Regions from separate parts of the Mus musculus genome. Here all the other regions are linked to region 2. A link is a contact called in public Hi-C data. All regions are on one chromosome and are shown on one strand. The core of a region is the stretch at or near the end of the contact, and the rest is flanking DNA. Distances in the headings are between cores, read along the strand shown.

Evidence for each region. Hi-C and Micro-C count contacts between places; a contact is called where the count stands out from the background.
Region 1: a contact with region 2 is called in a Hi-C map of muscle stem cells, with 2.7 times the contacts expected there. The contact joins two enhancer-like sites. A contact is called at or near these places in 8 of 484 Hi-C or Micro-C datasets (adipose-derived mesenchymal stem cells, embryonic stem cells, muscle stem cells and 3 more) and 2 of 115 datasets of contacts at active chromatin or transcription factors (astrocytes and double positive thymocytes).
Region 3: a Hi-C map of muscle stem cells shows a contact between it and region 2, with 4 times the contacts expected there. The contact joins two enhancer-like sites. A contact is called at or near these places in 3 of 484 Hi-C or Micro-C datasets (cochlea, muscle stem cells and uterus), 2 of 115 datasets of contacts at active chromatin or transcription factors (astrocytes and differentiating embryonic stem cells) and 2 of 9 other capture datasets (embryonic tail and embryonic trunk).

Annotation. Positions count from the first base shown.
Region 1 is chr7:36,309,713-36,312,412 of GRCm38.p6, reverse strand. No RefSeq gene overlaps it. Among named protein-coding and RNA genes, the nearest start is that of Gm46016, 140 kb to the right of the region's middle. Within about 2 kb of position 1,447, at least 17 of the 459 cell types and tissues checked have an H3K27ac peak or open chromatin away from gene starts, as enhancers often do. A contact at or near this core is called in muscle stem cells, where this site is marked.
Region 2 is chr7:37,341,850-37,344,549 of GRCm38.p6, reverse strand. It overlaps a transcript of Zfp536 not described here. Among named protein-coding and RNA genes, the nearest start is that of Gm30483, 15 kb to the right of the region's middle. Within about 2 kb of position 1,364, at least 28 of the 459 cell types and tissues checked have an H3K27ac peak or open chromatin away from gene starts, as enhancers often do. A contact at or near this core is called in muscle stem cells, where this site is marked.
Region 3 is chr7:36,134,685-36,137,384 of GRCm38.p6, reverse strand. No RefSeq gene overlaps it. Among named protein-coding and RNA genes, the nearest start is that of Gm36340, 18 kb to the left of the region's middle. Within about 2 kb of position 1,369, at least 5 of the 459 cell types and tissues checked have an H3K27ac peak or open chromatin away from gene starts, as enhancers often do. A contact at or near this core is called in muscle stem cells, where this site is marked.

The DNA.
Region 1 (2,700 bases), core at 198-2,697, 1.0 Mb after region 2:
ATCCAGCCACACATTTCTCTTCTTAGTCAGCCAGCCATCTTCACCTCTATCTATTCATTTATCTGTCTACTCACATGTTCACCTGTTCATCCACCCACCTGTTCATCTATCGATCTAGTTTCCATTGATAGTGATAGCTAACTTAGGATAAGAATCTATGTTCTGGCACTATGACACTGAACAACTGTGCACAGCAGTAGTCTGTAGACTAATAAATGTCACATAAATGACAAGTTAAAACTGCAATTCAATAATTTAAGAAAATTATCTGTAGCCTTTCCGAATTAAGGCAAAGACAAGGAAAGCGACAAGATATGCTTTTTTTGAATGATCTCTTCCAATAGGTAGTATTTTGAGCTATTGGTTGAATCTTAAAAGGTAGCTTAATGCTGAGAAGAACATTCTAGACAGAAATCAGGATGAGTATAAATATCCTTAGCAGGAAGCAAATTGACCAGTGTGAGGAGCCAGGATCCCACTGTTGCTGCAATGCCCAGTAGATGAGGCCAGAGAAGAGGGCAAAGCATCTTCACAGAGGACACATGATGCTAAGGAACTTGAGTTTGGGCCTGATGTCCATGGGAAGTCACTGGAAAGGCACAAGCAAGGGTATTGGTCCCTCTTTCTTATATTTGCCATTCACATTGGCTGTTGTGTGGGTAAGGAACTCTTATGAGTAAGGAAAAAACAGGGAATGCTTGCAGGGATATACTATGGCCATTTAAATGATGGCTGAGTCTCACCACTTCAAACTAGGCAACTGTTCTGGATTTGAAGCACACGAGATTGATTATGGCTGGCCTGAAGAACTGGGACATTGGTTTATGGCCCATTCCCTTCTGATGCTAGGATGTGGAAGAGCACCATACAGCATGTGATCCTCTGCCTAAATGCATAAAATATTCAAGGGTCCCAAATCACACTCCAAGCAAAAAGTCCCCTTCAAGGTTCCCAGAGGTTCAATTCCACCTACTTTCCCTGCTTTTCATTTACCTCAAATGCTTCCAGCTGGAGCTGGAAGCTGACATGTCAACACAGTGTCTGGCCATAAACGCTTCCCAGCGACCAGGAAGCAGGCAGTCCGTTACAATCTCCACAGAACGTCTGATTCTGTCAGAGGCTTTCCCACCCCCACATGGCTGTACCATATCTGCATATAGGTTCCCACTGGCTTCAACTGAAAGCACGGTGCCCTGAGCTGCACAATCACAGGGGAGATGGTGACAAATCCCTAATTCCAGGGGGTCCTGGCATCCTCGATACACTGTCAAATCACCCTTGCATACACTTGACCTTCCAGGAATCTGCCTTGGCTAGCTAGTTCCTGATTAACAACCTTTCTGGATTTATCAACTGCTAGGACTTGCTGGCTTCCACCCAGACCCATCTGGGTAGAAGTACCCAGTGATCCTGGCATCTGGAAGCATTTGTCTTAAAAGAGCCAATTCCCTCTTGATGTTGATTATCAAGTTCAGCTTCCAGCCAACTGAGTAGATATTCTCTTCCACAGTCCATATCCACCTAACTCTGACCACAGCGTGTGTGTATGAAATGTCCCTCCTGCGGGGCTATTGTTCTGTGGGCAGCCGCTGCCTCCAGCCTGATGGGGAAGGAGGATGAGCAAACATGTCAACATCATTTGCCATGCCAACACACACACACACACACACACACACACACACACATGTGCTGTGACAGATGTGGTTATTCCTGGCAGAATGCACAACAGGTACAAACCAGGGCAAGTGCAATGCCCCAAGGGTAGGAAGCCTGGGTTAGCTCCACATGTTCCCGCTGACACAGGTTCATCTGGGCAGAGACAAGAGATACTGCTCTGAGCTGTATGAACCAAGACTTCCAAGAAGAGAGAGCCAGAGCAGCCCTCCTCAATGAGCCTAATGCAGAGACAGGATAGTAATGAGAGAGCTCATGAAGAGGAGGCTGGGCTAGGGCCTGCAGCATCAGCCTGGGCTCCATCCCCTGGGACAGAGTCCTCCCCTCCCTGTGTTCCGCTCCTCTGTTCCCACAGCTGAAGCCAGGCCTCATCAGAGTAACATTAGAATTGACTCACACAAAGTCAGGAGCCAGACCAAGATGCTGCTGACTCAGGATGGCTCCTAACAATCCCTTAGAGAGGAGGCAGTATGGCCTTGCATAATCAACCCTCAGCACAAGACTTTTTACATGCTAATATAGAGGATGGACCATGAGTACATATGTAAAGTATGAATGTATTATGCAACTTCAACAATTCCTCCTTTGCCAAGCATGTATATGTAATTCATAAATATGCATCAGAGAAACAGGATCAACTACACATTCCCTCAGCTTGATGCTTCTCCAACCCCATGACCTGGCTTTGACCATTTAGTTGGACAGGATGTTTCCAAGATAGTTGTGTTCCTGGAGTAACTTTGGACACAGTGAGCAGTCATGTGAACATGCCCAGCCAGCCTTTCCTCCATAGTGAAGCCACAAGAGAGACACAGGGACCTTCCCAGGGCACTCTGTCTCTGAGGTTCTTCACCCACGCAGTGCATTAGAGGACTGGGGTCCAGTTTAACATCCACCCTGCTGGCCTCGTGGCGCCAGCTCTGCTGATCGCCTCTCTTAAATACTAGCTTAAGAGGAAACAGAACCTTTAGTCATGGTCCTATTCTGTAGAACCCTGCTGCCTACCTCTCCAGCCCTTCCGCTCCA
Region 2 (2,700 bases), core at 115-2,614:
AGCAAGGAGGCAGGGGCACCTGGGACTCTTTCAAAGGGAGCTCTCTCATTAGTGTATGTCCCGAGTGAGATTGTATAGGCTCATACACACAGAATTCTGGCATTTTCTGCAGCCTGTCTCTTTTCAGACTGGGCATGGGGAGCACTCTGAAATAGACAGGAAAGAGGGAAGAGACAGGCAGGGAAGTGATACATTTGTTAGCCACGTAATGATTGAAAACCAAACCAAACCAAACCAACCACCCCGCCCCCCGGTCCCACAAACGCTGTAGAAATGGCTCCTCAGATCTCCAGCTTCAATATGGATTTATTTTTATTACATAAATACATCACTGTGGTATTGTATTTTAAAGAAATAGCGCCCTGCGCCAGGGCAGCAAAAGTTGCTGGACGCTGTGCCCGGTGGGGCCGCCACTGTGGCTCTTGGCCTTCCCTGAGGCCTGGATCCCCGTCTACCGTGCCACCTGCCCTGCCACCTCAACATTCTTTCTAAGATGCCAAGTTTCTGCGGCTCCTGGAGCACCACTCTCCTTTGTTCTGAGGACTCTCTCCACGAGGAGGCCAACTGCGTCTTTACAAAGAAACTAAGGGGCAGGATCTGAACCTATGTGGGAACGCAGGGGCCCCCCCAGCAGGTGGCCGCGCATGCGCTGAGGCAGAAGCCAGGGAAAGTTTGTGCTTTTTGCTGTGATTACTGTCCCCCAAGCCTCTGCTCACTGAGGGGTTCTGAGCTCACACACCCCCCCCTGCTTCCCCGGCACACTCCGGTTTCTTAGCTCCTGCAATTAGATCCCGACTAAGGCAGGCACACCCCACGTTATTCACTGGGGGAGCTCTGAGAAGATCACTTCAGGAGTCTGAGCTGTCCCTAAGGGACTCATTTCACAGAGACCAGCCTCCCCCCACCCCCCAATGCCCAGGAATCCACTCTTCACTTTTTCTTTTTCTTTCTTTCTTTCTTTTTTCTTTTCTTTTCTTTTTTTGGGGGGGGGACCAACTCTTCCTTTTCCCTGAAGGTGGCAGTAAAGGAAAAAAATGAGCCTCTTTGAAGAGTTGGGAATTTTATTACAAAACAGATGGCGAACTGGGCATCCCCGTTGTCCCCCCCCCCCATGTGCCCGAAAGCCTTGGTAAAGGAAGCTATAGCCCCTCAGAGTGGTGTTCGCAGGATTGCTCCCCTCGCATAGTGGCAGCGTGGTAAGTCAGCCCAGAGCTGATGACCACGGGCTCAGCCGGCCTCCTCGTGCCCCCCTTAGTCCCTTACCAGGATAATTGAGGACCATAATGCGGGGGGAAGAGCGCAGAGGCTCCCGCGGGCTGTCAGGTATCTGCTAGTGTCTTCATGTCATCCGTCAGCATTGAGCCTCTCTGTCATCTCTTCTCAGCCTTCAGCGCCGTGAGCCCTCACCACGTTCATTATCTCGGCTCAGGCCGGCCCTCCCCCCGGCTCCCCCCACCGGGTAAATGCATCTTTGTGCAACTCTCAGTCTCCGATTATGAATCGATGATCATGTGGTATAAGAGAGATAGATGGCTTTTAGTCGCATCTTGGCTTCCCTAATTGTAAAATATTAGTTACATTACACTGTGTCTTTTGATTAATGGAACTTATTTGGAGTAGCCTATCCGAACCCTCCCCCTTCCACAGCCCTCCACTGACTTTTGAGAATTGAGTGATCTCACTTAAAGCAGACAAATAGGCCCTTCAGTGAGGAGACAGCGGCGCTGCGATACTGAGGGCCAGACAGGCTCTGCAGACAAAGTCCTGTGTTCCCGAGAAAGGCTTCAGCCTCGCTAACGCCAGCCTCACACCTCTGATCCGCCCTGGACAGCGAGTTTCTCCTTCTGTGTCATTTCCCCCTCTTGGCAAACAAAACCCATCTTGCTGACTTGCAAAACAGGATGTGAAACAAAATTTAATTAAAATTAAATAAATCGCAGATTGCCGAATCGCCACGTCCAGCTTTCAAGGAGACAGTCAAATCTGAACTTTGATGGATTTCAGTCCTGGCTATGCCAGGGGGCTCCCTTCTTCCTGGATGGCATGTGGCTTCAAATCAGCCTCGTGTCCATCACATTAGACATGGGAAGATGTTTGTTCTTTAACTGGGAATTTAGTTTGCACAATTTATTTAAATATGATCTGTTGATAAAGCCTTTGCCACATAAAAGGGAAAATAGTGGCTATATCTGTTTATTAGTTGCTTGCTCTTAGCCACCAGGCTTTGGGGTGATAGATCCCTCATAAATAACCTATTCTTTAGTAGAAATCCAAGGCCATATTCACTTCAACTTATCAGCTCAATTCAAAAGGTCTATTTCTTGTCAATGGGTGCAATGTCTATATCTTGGGAATCAGGAAGGCTTCGCAAACGCCTAAAAGACGCCACAGATCGGAACTCCAGCATGCATTCTGGTGGGGCATTTTGAGGACACATGCTATATAGAATGCATGCAAGTATTCATATCTATTCTTAGTTTTACAGGAGCTGCTTTGTATTTTATTCTGACCTTTGGGTTTTTCTTTTTTTTACTTTTATTCATATATATACATATATATATTTTTTTTCAGACACTGACACTTCTTGTGTTTCCTGGGGACATGCTATTTCATTTAACAGACTTGTAGCAAAAGATTGATTTTATTATGTGTATAGAAAGCTGGTAACATTTTACATGGTATTTTTCTTTTTTTTGAAGA
Region 3 (2,700 bases), core at 120-2,619, 1.2 Mb after region 2:
ATTAGGAAGTGTGGGTTTCTATGACAACACCCAGCTCCTAAGGTAGGTCTTACATCCCTGGACCAGCACACACAGCATCTCTGGTCCAGCATAGGTAGTGTGCCTCCCCTGGCCACTCGCACTTGTTAGCAAGCAAAGCCAAGTCCAAGCTATGGAGCCTTGTCTCCAATTACTTTACCCAGATTGAAAAAGCAGGTTCTCCTTCCCAGGACGCCAAGGATGAAAAAGGACAGGAAATATACAGGAAACACACACACACACACACACTCCCCGTGAAACACCACCCCAAAGGACAAACGCAGTAATCCCACCAATGATGCTCCAAGCCAGTGATGGCTAGCAGCCGACAAATACCCGCAGACCTCAATCCATTTTTATTGTATTCAGGCTGCAATGCTGTATTTCCTGCCTCCCCTTAGCACCACACATACAGTGTACTTGAAAACAAAAATCCATAATATTGATCCCGCGATGTCACCACAATTATTCTTTTGAAACAGCCATTGAAAACAAATTACGTCTGCACTGCCTTTTCATCCGCCTGCTGTGGGTGAGCAATGCTCACTGTGGCCTCCAGCACCAGGGTGTTAGCACTGTGTCACAGCCGACAGGACAGCCCAGGGAAAAAGCAAGCAGGGGGTTGGGGGGGTGGGGGGACAGGGGGGGTGTTGTGAAGAAAACCAGATCAAAAGGGTCAGCCTGGCTGGGTGTCCAGGAGAGGGTGTGGCCTCCCATGAGGAGGCAAACTAGCTGAGCCAATCTGGGGAAAAGCCTGGACTTCCTCTGAAGCTGATGTTGGAGCTCTGGGGCAGGGAGGGGGTAAGGGGGGGGGGAGTCCCCTATCTCAGTAAACCAGAGATTTAGCCAAACCCTCATCTCTAGATATTCTCCTTTTAAACCTAATAGCAGACATAGGCTTTGAGCTTACTTAATGTGCTAATTCTATGGACAAATTGAAGTCTCCTTAACAGAGCTGAGCTGAGGGATAGCTAGACAGATGTTGTCCACTGGGGGGGGGGAATCCCCCCCCCAAGGCTTTCCTCTTTAGCAACAAGCTGCCTCCCCAGAGCACAGAGAAGTAGCAGAGATTCATTGGAGAGCCAAGGACTGCTACAAATGTGGTGGTCTAACCCCTGTAGATCCCCTATCAAACACGTTCATCCTGACCCCCTTCCCCAGGAATGGCCGCGTTTTGGAACCTGCCTGTTTCCTTTAGATCACTGTCCTTGGGAAAATTCTCTGCCTAGTAATTAAATTCCCTGCCACAGAGTGGTAGGCAAAGGGAAATTCTTTTGTTAAGGTTTGACCACACAAGTCAGAGCGGTGGCTGTAGCAGTCGGGAAGTGATAACTTTGGGCCGTTAAAAAAAAAAAAAAAAAAAAAAGAAAGCCAATAGCCTTGTTGACATGGACATGGGAACCTAACCCCTGAAGCCTCCTGGTATGACGCATTGATTTTCCTGTCCGTGTACAGTTCTAAAGCCATCCATTCTGCATGGTCAAGACTCCAAGGGCCAGCGAGAGAAGGGGGGAAAAATCTGATCTTGCCTGGTACCTCCAGGCAAAGCTGAGAAATAAATTCCATGTTTTGAGAGCTGATTTGTTCAAGCTATGTTTAAGGGAATATGACTGCATTAAAAAAGAGACAAAAAGATATTTTGTTGCCCTGACCCCCTTTTACCTGTGGACACCCATCTTTATGCCAAAACCTTCATACCATAGGCTGACTTAGAAAGGGTGTAGGATGTTGGGGGGGTGGGGAATAAGGACAGCTTTGGCAAGCAAGAAGTTTCTTTCTTTATGATGCCATTAAGCTGCCTGAAAATTCCTCAAATAATCCTGTTCTACCCACCTGCCATTTCTGAGTCCTGTGTGAGTATGAGTTTTATAGACACTCTTGCTCCTTGTTTTGGGGTTCCTTGAACCCTTGCAATGGCTCTGCTTGCTTTGAAATCCTTTTGGTCCACAGCTAAGCCAGGCCAAGTTGACCCTCCCTTCAGGTCTGCCTCTGAGGCATCCCAACCCACCCTCCCCACGAACAGGGGCAGCTGGGCACTACTAGATCCCAGAAGAGCCTTCTAGGATGGCCTGGCCTTCTCCAGGGGACCCCCAGGGTCCTCATCCATGCCATCCTGGTCTCTGTAACAACCCAAACTCCTGCCTGTTCTCGGCTGTGACAAGCAGGGAAGTTGGGTGAAGGAGAGAGAATCCGGGCTTTGGGGAAATTTGCTGAGATGCCGCCTGGGGATCCCGTGAGCAGCCAGTTTTACGTGCTCAGGACTTTCTGGAGCATTTAGCTATTTTAGCCGCAAATAAAGAAAGCTTTGGCATCGGTCAGGAGGCAGCCATCACAGAGGTGGGAGACTAGCGTTCGAATTGCACGTTTGCAGAGCCTTTCTTCGAAGTATTACATACATCATTTCCTGGTGCAGAGGAACACTGAGCTCAAAAAAATAAATAAATAAATAAAAAAGAGATCAAAAATTATAAAAATTTTCTGACCTAGACAGAACTAAAAGCTGAATGCAAACCCAGAAAACACTAAAATGAATTTCCTCACAAGATTTCTGTACACACCCAGCGTCAGCTTATCCCAAGTGTATACAGTGCAACACGATACCAGCAGGCAAGCACTCTAGTTAATGTCCTAAACCCAGTCACACAAAACATTCCTGCCAGATAACTGCATCTCACTCCTCTT